2 separate regions of the Mus musculus genome follow, and region 1 is linked to region 2. A link is a contact called in public Hi-C data. All regions are on one chromosome and are shown on one strand. The core of a region is the stretch at or near the end of the contact, and the rest is flanking DNA. Distances in the headings are between cores, read along the strand shown.

Evidence for each region. Hi-C and Micro-C count contacts between places; a contact is called where the count stands out from the background.
Region 1: a Hi-C map of muscle stem cells shows a contact between it and region 2, with 1.5 times the contacts expected there. The contact joins two enhancer-like sites. A contact is called at or near these places in 2 of 484 Hi-C or Micro-C datasets (both in muscle stem cells), 2 of 115 datasets of contacts at active chromatin or transcription factors (both in embryonic stem cells) and 1 of 9 other capture datasets (embryonic stem cells).

Annotation. Positions count from the first base shown.
Region 1 is chr9:50,001,950-50,007,412 of GRCm38.p6, forward strand. No RefSeq gene overlaps it. Among named protein-coding and RNA genes, the nearest start is that of Gm25633, 180 kb to the left of the region's middle. Within about 2 kb of position 4,017, at least 71 of the 459 cell types and tissues checked have an H3K27ac peak or open chromatin away from gene starts, as enhancers often do. A contact at or near this core is called in muscle stem cells, where this site is marked.
Region 2 is chr9:49,660,907-49,666,816 of GRCm38.p6, forward strand. All of the region lies in intron 1 of Ncam1 (neural cell adhesion molecule 1), which reads right to left. Among named protein-coding and RNA genes, the nearest start is that of Ncam1, 140 kb to the right of the region's middle. Within about 2 kb of position 2,400, at least 21 of the 459 cell types and tissues checked have an H3K27ac peak or open chromatin away from gene starts, as enhancers often do. A contact at or near this core is called in muscle stem cells, where this site is marked.

The DNA of each region.
Region 1 (5,463 bases), core at 2,767-5,266, 340 kb after region 2:
TAGGTATTTCAATCTTCTATGCCATCATTCTTTTGTCTATCAATTAGAGGTCATAATGGCACCTATCCATAAAGGTGCCATTCCCAGCACTCGGGAGGCAGAGGCAAGCAGGTATCTAAGTTTAAGGTTAACATGGTCTACAGAGTGAGTTCCAGGATAGCCAGTGCTACACCAAGAAGCTCTGTCACATCACCTTCTCCCCTGAAATTAAATAAATTAATATATAAGGAGAACTTGGGGGTGGGGGAACCGTATCACACAAAAGTAAACACTGTCAGATCTCAAACAAGAGAAATCAACTGGAGGCAGCTCACAGTTTCAAAGGATAAGTTGAGATTCTGAAGTTATAATTGTACAGTAGAGCTCAAAGACAGGGATGTATCAGGGTCTCAGGTAGGTACTGGCGCCAGAGGAGAGATTTGTTATTGGTCAGTCCATGAGAATCCTCCTTCTTCTCTTTCCTGGTCCTTCAGGGGAGACACCCTCCCCTGTAGCCAAGTTACCTATCCAGCTATGTGGACAGAGTGAAACTCCTTCAGAATTAACTCTTAGGGAATATCTCCGACTAGGCCACTATTTGTGTCAGGATCATGTTGTAGAAAATGGTTGGAGGGATAAGTATGTCCAGTGCTAGTCAATGAGAATGACCTCATCAGCTACCTCAAAGTAGTACTTCCCTTGTGTTTTAGAAGCACACAGAGACTCACATAGCTGCCTGAGGATATAAGAACCAGAACTGAGATGTAGACCCAGAATTCTAGGCTAGCAGCTCATCAGGTCTGGTCACTAAAGTTGCAAATGAAGGAGAGTCAGAGAAGTTTCCAGAGTTCTCCTGAGCTCGAAGCAATAAGTCAAGACTCTTTCCTGCTTCTTGCTCCCTTCTCCCTGCCCTTGCCATATGTCATGATATTGGTCAATGCAGACAGCATGAATGAGCTCAAATTATAATCAGAACTTTGCCGTTCCCAAACAACTCTTTGTCTAGATAGCCTGCAGAGGCGAGGCCCGCCCACTCAGCAAAGCCTGACATCCCCTTTCTCACAATAGATGCTCTTTCAGGCCAAGGCACTACCGTTTCCTTCTGGTATTGAATGCGTGGGTATTGGGGGCAAAAGGTGGCTGGCAACAAGGCAACAGAAAAGAAAAAGGCACTGGAAAGATGCCTAAGCGTAGATCATCCTAAGGTTGGACTCAGACACTAGGGAAGCATGGATGAATCACTTAGGATATCCTTCACCATTGGCCTTACACCCCAGACTTTTACATTGACCAAGCAAAAGCTCATTGACTTCCTGCTCTGACTCCATTCTCTTTACCATGTAGGGAAGTGGTTTCCAGAGTCAGAATCATGGCAGCTGCAAGAAATCTTTATTTCCTGGCTGCACCAAAGGGACTGGACTCTGTGGAAAAGACCACACATCCATCAGGGTGTTTCTCAGCTCCCCTGGTGTTTCCAGAGTGCAGCCAGTTAAGACTCCTACATTAGAATATTCCTGTGCCAATGGCCCCAACCCTCCTTAGCTGGCTGGAGAACCTCTACTGCCTGTGTCCTCATGGGCTTGAGACTTTTATTGCACAAGTATACCCACCCTTGAGCAACTCCCCGGACCCACAGGAAGGCAACATGCTCTAAACTCTTGCTTCTTTCTCATCTCACTTCCTAGTCATGGTTTGAAGCTCTTTCTCCTCCCCCCCCCCCCCCGCAACTTTGGCTTATAACTTGGCTTGTGATCAGTCCAGCTGTCTTCCTGGCACCCTCTTTTGATGGAGATGGTTGACCTGATTGTGTTGCTCTGTAAAACTATTCATCATAAGGCTCTTGAGAGTGGGGGGGGGGGATCATTGCTTCTAACAGTGATTTCTGTGTATCTCTTCCTACAGTACTTAGTAAAGTGCTGACTAAGTAACATAGCGATCCAAAGCCTGAGGATGTGTGGTGGCTGTTGATAGTTTAGATGGAGTCAAGTTGGAGCTTCTGAAGGCTGCTAGGTCTATACTGGACCTCTTATTTAGAGACTGTTTCATATTGGCTATAGAAAAAGAAATGTCCATATTCTATTTTTTAGAGCTCTTTTCTTCTTTGTGGGAATACCAGGGATCAAAAGAATTAAGGCAATGCCTATGGGAAATTTGGTGGGGACCAGGCACAAAGAGTGACAACTTACTGCTAACAGGTGCCCCCTCCCAGCACTGAACTTTGTGGCCGGTGCTTTACATGTAGCTGTGCACACTGGTCACACTGATTAAACAGCCCCAAAGCTCAGACAGATCATTTGTCCAAGGCAAATGACAGCACTCCAAAGGAGCATGTGGTCTGTCATAGCCGGGTTCATGTCAGAGCAGACTTCAGGTGGAGAGGAGCTATAGGTGGCTGTTTCTATCCTTGCTGTGTGACAGAATTCCTCACACTAATGACAGTGGCTGAGGTGCCAATCAAGTACATCATCATGTTTTTTTTTTTTTTACAAAAGAGATACAAGTTCACATTCTTACGAAGCTTGGAGATATAGATGTCGAAGACATAATCTGCCGTTGTCTGTATATATAATCATGGTTGTGGTAGTGGCAGCATTTTCTAGGGAGGCAAATTGGTTGCCATAATTAGAAGCCAACTCAAACCATTATAGTGGAATTGGGGACTGCACTGAAAGTTGCAGGTTTGTGTTCTCATAGTCAAAGGAAAGGATAGGACTAGGCCCCATCCAGTGGTTGCATTGTGATTTATTGATGCAGATACTAGCAATCTGCAGATACTAGCAATATCTTCCTGTATGTCTCTCTTTCTAATGGCATTTCCTCTGACGGCTACAGGCAGGTTTCCTTTTCTGAAGTCCACACCACATAACACTGAGTTCCTAAACTATGATCCCAGCTGTGTGACAGGCTCACCACATTCCTAAATTTGTGGAAAAGGACTCTAAATGTCCAATGTCAGTCATATGATTCTAGGTGGTGCCCCGCTTTTGAACTGGGAACTGGGGTGGACACCACCTCCTAGATAGGAATGACATTGACAGAAAAAGGGAGGTTGATTAAATATAGGAAAGATGTACTAACTAAGAATACTGGCGTGCCTTGTGATTTATTGATGCAGATACTAACAACATGTTTTACTCTAGTCTACAGCAGTTTCTCCAGGTGGGCCTTGACATTCTTCTTTTACTGGGATGAAAAGTTTGGAAAACTGGGCATGTTAAGGTCCTAGGACTCTGTTCCTGGTAGTGGATGCCAGAATTCTTGAAAATCCTAGGCAGTTTCTAGGCACGCTTAGTCTCCAGTGTTTGCTCCTCCCTCTCCCTCTCCCTCTCCCTCTCCCTCTCCCTCTCCCTCTCCCTCTCCCTCTCCCTCTCCCTCTCCCTCTCCCTCTCCCTCTCCCTCTCCCTCTCCCTCCCCCTCCCCCTCCCCCTCCCCCTCCCCCTCCCCCTCCCCCTCCCCCTCTTCCTCCCCTCCCTCTCTCTTTCTCACATAAACACATTCTTTCCCTCCCCTCCTCCCTCCCTCCCTCCCTCCCTCCCTCCCTCCCTCCCTCTGTATGTGTGTGTGCACCTTTGTATCTCTGTGTGTGCATGTCTGTTTGTGCATATATCTGTGCATCACTGTGACTCTGTGTCTGTGCTTATGTGGTATGTCTGCGTGCTTGTGTAAATGTTCCTATATGTGTGTGAAAGTATGTCTGTGTATGCACGTGTGTATGTGTCTCTGTACTTGTGTATGTCTCTCTGAATATGTATGTACATTTCTGGGTACGTATAACTGTGTGTCTATGTATACATGTTTGTGTGTGCATGCCTATGTTTATATGCTTTCGTGGGTTTCTTCTTGGAGAGAGGCTCATGCTTGTTCGCTATAGAAGATTAACCATCTAGACCGTCTCCAACCTTCTAGACCATGCTCACTCTTCCGTGGCTGAATGAGATTCTGACCTGCTTATTTTTCAGCAGAGAGGGAATGTGCAGCCTGAGCCTGGCAGCCTGAGTCAGCTGCAGGCAGTGGCCTGGCAGCCTTGGACAAAGACTTTCTGTATCAGCCAGGAATGCACTGACCTCGCTGTGGCTTTCCTCTACTGGCTTGCATTTATGTTAAGCAGAAGGGAGGGAGAGCTGGTTTGGAGCTCTGTGTCTGTGCCTGCGGAACTGCCTGGTCACGTACTTCATACATCCCTGTCTCTCAACAACTGCTGTGACCTGGAGCTATAGCTCTGGGTCAGTGCTCTGTGGGTAAAGTGGAGACTCAGCAGAGCTGAAGGTCTCAGCTGACTGAGGAGCTAGGAGTCTGGAGTGGCAGGCAGAACCAAGGAAGGGCTGGGGGTGAAGACCTGGTTTCAGCCTTGTTTTCCCCAGCTGGTTGTGGGGTTCATAGCAGCATTTGATATTTCAGTTCTCAGGAATGTGAGGCCTCATGAAACCACAGACAGGGCTAGGAGACCTGATGTGTCACTATTCTCATCTTCCCCGTGTCCTAGGAGGGAACCCTGGCTTAGAAAACCTGTGACAATAGGTATAGTGGTCTTGCTCAGGCATGCACAGAAATGGGTCCAAAGGATGTCATCTGAGGGCGGTTTGCTGCTGGAGCTGGAAGATGTGGGTGAATTGTCTTTGCTCTGGTTTTGATTGGTCATAGACTACTTTGGGTCTTAGTCACCTCTGTTATCAAAGATTAACCATCTAGACCATCTCCAAGCTTTCCTTAGTTGTGACATGCTGTGGATAGCTAAAGAAGTCTAGGGAACCCCCAATACACACGTCTGCTATGCATTTGCATAGCAGATGGGTTCATAGAGACCCATATTAGCCTATATTGTGCCAATGTTATGGGAAGAATATTTGGTGTGTGTGTGTGTGTGTGTGTGTGTGTGTGTGTGTGTGTGTGTGTGTTTAAGGAAGAGAGGGGGAATTGAGACAGGGGTAAAGAAGATAAGGAGATTAAGAATGGGATTCCAGGAATGTGTCACACATTAATAGGTTCTCATAAACTAAAGCCATCAAGCCTTCTGCAGAAAATACAAGGGTGGGTAATAAAGCTGAAATAACAGTAAGGATGGTTTTAAATCCTTCCTATTTCAGGGCACAGTCACTCTATTGACTCAGGGTTTGTCACAAATGTTGGTTCAGAAATCAGCAACCTCTTCTTACTCCATCCCTTTGCCTGCTGGGGACATCCAGCCTCTGGTGCAGGCTCATCTAGATCTTCCCACCCTGGTCACTGCCATGAGGCTGCCAGTTGTCCTTCATTTTGAACCTACTTCATGGTGGCTTAAAAAACATCTGAGGACTTGACACAAAACCTGGGGTGGCAGGTCACATGTATTTGTCATCAAAGTGGGAAGGGTGTTTGTACAGGTGACTCCTTCTCCTGGGGATCTTGGCAGTTTTGGTGAGTGTAGTAAGAGCTAGACTTAATCTACTGGGGGATTTATTCCTTTTTAATTTGTAAGTGACACTTTCCTTAGACATCTAGCAGGGC
Region 2 (5,910 bases), core at 1,150-3,649:
GTGCCAATGGACTGGATGGCCCGAGGGTAAAGTCCACCCTGTCTGCTCAGCTGTTCTTTCTGCAGACAGCTTTGCAAGGTTGGGAAGATCCCTCTGAAGAGTGAGTGGAGGCTTCAAGTTATGGTACTATCAATAGTCTACCATCTCTTACCCTTCTCCAATAAAAGCACAAAACACTGAACAAAGGATTCTTTATTATAACATGTTACAGCTAAGCACTGTGGAGGGCTGCAAAGGGCTCCAAGTTAGTGTTGGACAGATCTTGTCAAAACCGTTATCACATACACAGGCAATGGGCATGATCATATGGGGGCACATATTGGCTCAGGAAGCCTACTTTGTTATGTGAAGCCTTGTGGGTTCTCTCTCTCTCTCTCCCTCTCCCTCTCCCTCTCTCTCTCTTTCTCTCTTTTTTTTTTTGCTGCATACACCTGTTTACTTGTAAAGTATTAAGTTACTTGTAAAATAATAAGTAATAATGGAAAACAATTAGTGTGTTTAAACTTATGAGTGAAGAGGTCCTTTGTGTTCTTAGTAGAATGCGCCTTCTTAAATTTAGATCCCCACTGACTTCACACTTCAGAATGATTTGAGGGTAAATTTTATGCTGTGTGGCATTTCCCACAACTTAAAGAAAGAGGGAAAGAGAAGCAATGGGAAGGAGAGGTCCTACCATTTAGCTAGGCAGAATCTCTGAGTCAAAGATTGGCCAGGTTTCTACCATTGTTAGCTGTTTTAAACAAAAGCTGTTTCTCAGCTAGCACATGCAAATATCCCTTGTTCAGAGCCTCCCCAAACAGAGGGGAGAGAAGAAGAACGCGTACCCAACAGAGACCTCATTGTTGCATCCTTTGCTCTTGTGCTCTCCTTCTAGAACAATTTGGAAATTCACTTTGTTAGCAGTTAATGGTAGGATACATTAGCCCTGGTTTTCTAGTCATCCTGTTCCTTACAGAATCTGACACTGCTGGCTTCCTTCACAAGAAGGGGGACGAACAGCTCCCCCCCCCATATGTTGTTTGATGCCCAAAACAACTGATAAGAACTGAAACGTCCAGAAGTCCTGTCTGGAGGGACCAAGAACTCAACCACGAATTCCCAGCTGACACATCAACATCTCTGCCTACATGTTTTGAGCACTTGCCAAGAAAATAGAGGCAAAAATGTGTGGTCCAACTTTTGGCTTTCCACCAAAAATATCACCTCAGTAAAGCTTTCTTTACATAGGTCTTAAGTCCAAGTAGCTTTGTGCCATTGACGATGGCCATCCAGACTGAAAAGGACTTTTGATTTGTACCGTCTCTGCATTACATTTGCGAGGGAAGGTAGATGAACAGAGAGCCATGCTGCTGCAATTCCTCTCTACCCACTTCTGTTCAAAGGTGATGATGATTCTACAGAGCAGCTGCCCCTCGAGGAAGAAGCAACAGTTCTCAGCCTTCCTAGCACTGAGACCTTTCTGTACGGTTCCTCATGTTGTGGTGACCCTCAACCATAAGATGATTTTTTTGTTGTTGCTACTCTAACTGCAATTTTGCTACTGTTAGGAACTGCAATGTAAATATCAGATATTTATGATGGTCTTTGGTTGCAACCCCTAGGTTGCAACTGCTGGAATAGATTGTATTTTCCAAAATTATCTATTTGTAGGCTTGTGAGGTGGTTCAGAGGCTCAAGGAGCATGCCACCAAGTCTGCTCACCAGAGTCCACTCCCAAGGACCCCCATGGTGGGAGGAGAAAACTGACTTCCATAGACTGTTTGATGGCCTCACTATGTGCATACATACTATGTGAACAGTCACTAACACCCACAATAAATGCATAACGATCATTCAAAGAGTAAAAATATATTTACCATACATATTAAATACAACTCTAAAATAGAAGCTCTAAGGGTAAAAACGCAACATAGTTTCCTGCTGATTTGCCAGACATAAACAGTCAAGAAATCTCTATTGTTGGACAACCCATTGAATGAATGAATGAATGAATGGTGACTTCCAACTGGAAGCTAGAACCCATGCTCTCACCTCCCAGTGCAGAATCACTTGCATAGCCACAATACTTGCCTGGGGTACTTGATGCTCTCTGAATATTTTGGCTCAAGTCTTCCACCAGGGGGAGCAGGGCCACCACCCCAGAGGTCACGTGATGTAAAACCTCAGGTGATGTCAAAAGAGGATGACCAAGTTCCTAAACATAGGGGCAAGGGAGGGTAAGGGATTTAAATCCAAACTGGGCGGAAGAAGAGGAAGAAGGCATAAGATGGCTAAAGCCAAATTAGATCTTGTTTTGCTGCCAAGGGCTTGGGAAGCAGCAGAGCCTCCTGACGCAGGGAGCCTGGTCTTCTATGCAGCCGTCTCCTGGTTACTAATGTGAGTTATCCCTGGCACAACACAGCTCATCTCCAAGGCAGAAAGCAGAGTGACCACAGGCAACCACTCTGAAATTCTCAGCTGCCATGCTCTGAGCCCATTCTGTTTGTGTCTCACACCCCAGAGACAAGATCAGTTAGTTATTGGAGTTGGTTTCGGCCCAGCAGGAGTAGCTGTGGTGACTTCATTTTAAACTTTAGGCTGTGATGCTATCAAAGAAAAAAAATTCTCCAGAAAAGCAACATTCCATCCCCGGAGGCCACAGTTGGGAAACAGTCAAGGCCTCTATTTTCCTCCCCAGGAAAACTCAAACCACAAAAGGAGAGAGGTGGAATTCCAACGCATTAAAATGTATGATTTAAAAGTAACTGCAGAGCCCTTCCTAAACCTCTCAGCATGGCAATGGGAGATCCTGCAGTGGACAGCAAATGCAGGGAGATTGAAAAGGACAGATGTGGCTGATTTGGTCACATTTCCTGCTCACCATCTAGATCCTGACCAAGTCCTCTCAAAGGAAAAACAATCCATGAATGAGACTTCACATGCATCATGATTAAAAGACAAACAAACAAAAAAACAAAAACAAAGAAAATACCACAAACCCCAGAGCTGTCTCACACTAAAGGATCGGGACTTAAGTTTAATTTAGCTAATGAGGCTTTGGAGAGTCAGTTATCCTCCCAAGGCTGCTGACGCCAGCAGGACAGCAGAAGAAACTCCATATTTCAGCAGGAGTCCCACCCTACCAGGCGCCACACAGAATGGGACAAACCTGTAGATCCAACTTAGAACATTCCTGGGAGCCCGGTCATGGGTATAACCGCCAAGCAGACATGAATCAGAATAGCCCAAGAGGCGCCCACAGGATCTTCCAGGTCTATTTTAGGTAATGATCGGAGCCAACAGAAAGTTATATAGAATTCTAGAGAGAAACATAGTCAGCAAAGCCAGATGCACAATGATGCGTTCCTAGGGTGTAAGACAACCAACCACGTCTCCTTAAGTTGTCCACTGTACCCTGCCATATTCATAGCACCAGGCCAACATCAGTAACTTACAGACCCACCCTTTAGCCTTACCTACAAAGAAACCAGAGACTTAGCCCCTTTTGTAAAGCTGCCACTGGAACACACATTAGCCTAGTGAAATAGTATAGCTAATTGAACCCTTTCCAACAGTTGGGGCATCTTGCACACAAGATGGCAGCTCTCAGTTTCAATCTCACTCCTCCAAGCAGAGAGGTTTTCATGATATCAACAAGTACTTAAACACACACACACACACACACACACACACACTCATGCATCCACACACAAGAAATACTAAACTATCCAGCAGATAATGTTTACATATTCACACACACATATGTATATGTATATATATATATATATATATATATATATATATGTATGTATATATATGTATATATATGTATATATACACACACGCACACACACACACACACACACATACAGAGAAATGACTTAATCATCAAAGAAGAGATCATGAATTTGGAAGGGAGACATGGGGAGGGGCTGGAAAGCAGAGAAGGATGGACATGATGTAAAAATTTAGGACCCATGTATGAAATTCTCAAGAATATATTTTAAAATCATGAACTGTTTAAAGTAAAAATAAACCAAAACCCAGAACAAAAACCAAACAAGCAAAGCACCCCGCATAGATGAGGCAGAGAAGGTGATAACTCTGAGGCAGTCGAAAGGCGGTGGCTATATTACACCAGACCCAGGGAGAAGTGTTCCCAATGACTGTGGAGCAATCTTCTGCCATGGCATGTAAACAATGAGCCTTGTCAAATTTTTCTTATTTTTCATTATAGGAAACTTTAAGTGTCACAATACTTCAAGCGTACGGCATGGATGGGAAACGGGATGGCACAGCGCTCCCCAGCGATGGTAAATCAAGTGCTCTGTCTGGCAGGAAAAATGTCATTAGCCTGAGAAGCGATCTGGCTGATGTCATTTGTGAAACAGGGTAATACATCCATTTAAATTTATGGGAAAAAAACAATTGATTGTATTTCCTACCATCTACTTTTTGAGGTCAAAAGGAAAATATTTATTACACCTTTTAGAAGAAATAGCATTCATTACCCTCTCGGAAAAATAAGTTGCAATAGAGTAAACATTTCCACTGGCATATTGTGAAAAACAGTTTGTTGTTAGACATCTGGTTGTGAAGGGGTCACATTGGCTCACATGAATCATTAGGGTGGAACACAGCTCCCCCGCCGGCTCTCTCACAAGCTCTGGTGGTGCCCTCGCTATATATTCAACTCAAGGTCAGGGGAAACACATTCTTCAGCTACCCGATAGCTATAGCTAGCAGGCTAACAACAGAATGTTCCCAAAGAGGGTATCCAGGCAGTTTAGCAGCCAAAGCTCTTGGAGAGATGCTCTTTTCTTCTCCCAGTGATCACATACTAGCAGTGTTTAAAAAGATCTACTCCAAGAACACTCCAGCAGAAGCTAATCTAAGTAACACCTAATTTTTATTCAAATAGCTGTGCTTAGTTTTAAGGGTAGAGGCAAACATCCATTAACCAAAAAGGGCACTTCAGATATATTTTTAGTAAAGCAATGGCTACAAGACAAAATAAGATAATCTATTGTTAGAGGGTGTGTTTTATATTACGTTTCATATTATACATTATGTGTATATGTGTAGTGAATATACACAAGAAAATGGTGGAAGAATGTATGAGTAGAAGTCAAGAATGAGTAACTTTTCAATCACAGTTACTGAGGAATAAAAGCGTGTTTGTACCGGCTGGTTTTGTGTGTCAACTTGACACAAGTTGGAGTTATCACAGAGAAAGGAGCTTCCCACTGTAAGGCATTTATTTTCTCAATTAGTGATCAAGGCAGGGAGGGCTTCTTGTGCATGGTGCCATCATTGGGCTGGTAGTCTTGGGTTCTATAAGAAAGCAAGCTGAGCAAGCCAGGGGAAGAAAGCCAGTAAGTAACATCCCTCCATGGCCTCTGCATCAGCTCCTGCTTTCTGACCTGCTTGAGTTCCAGTCCTGACTTCCTTGGTGATGAACAGCTGTATGGAAGTGTAAGCCGAATAAACCCTTTCCTCCCCAACTTGCTTCCTGGTCGTGATGTTTGTGCAGGAATAGAAACCCTGACTAAGACATGTGTTCTTTTTCTTTTCACTTTTTCATCTTTTCATTTTCTTCCTTCCTTCCTTCCTTCCTTCCTTCCTTCCTTCCTTCCTTCCTTCCTTCCTCCTTCCCTCCCTCCCTCCCTCCCTCCCTCCCTCCCTCCCTCCCTCCCTCCCTCCCTCTCTCTCTCTCTCTCTTTCTTTCTTTCTTTCTTTCTTTCTTTCTTTCTTTCTTTCTTTCTTTCGCAGGGTTTCTCATTGGCCTGGTAAGCTCATCTGTCTCCCTTAAGAGTTAATGTTAAGAGGTGCCAGGATTGGTGTGATTTAGGTAAAAATGTTAGCCTTGCTAACTATGAGGTATGAATGATACTGGGCAGGCTGTTTATTATGTCCTAACTTCAGTGTGCT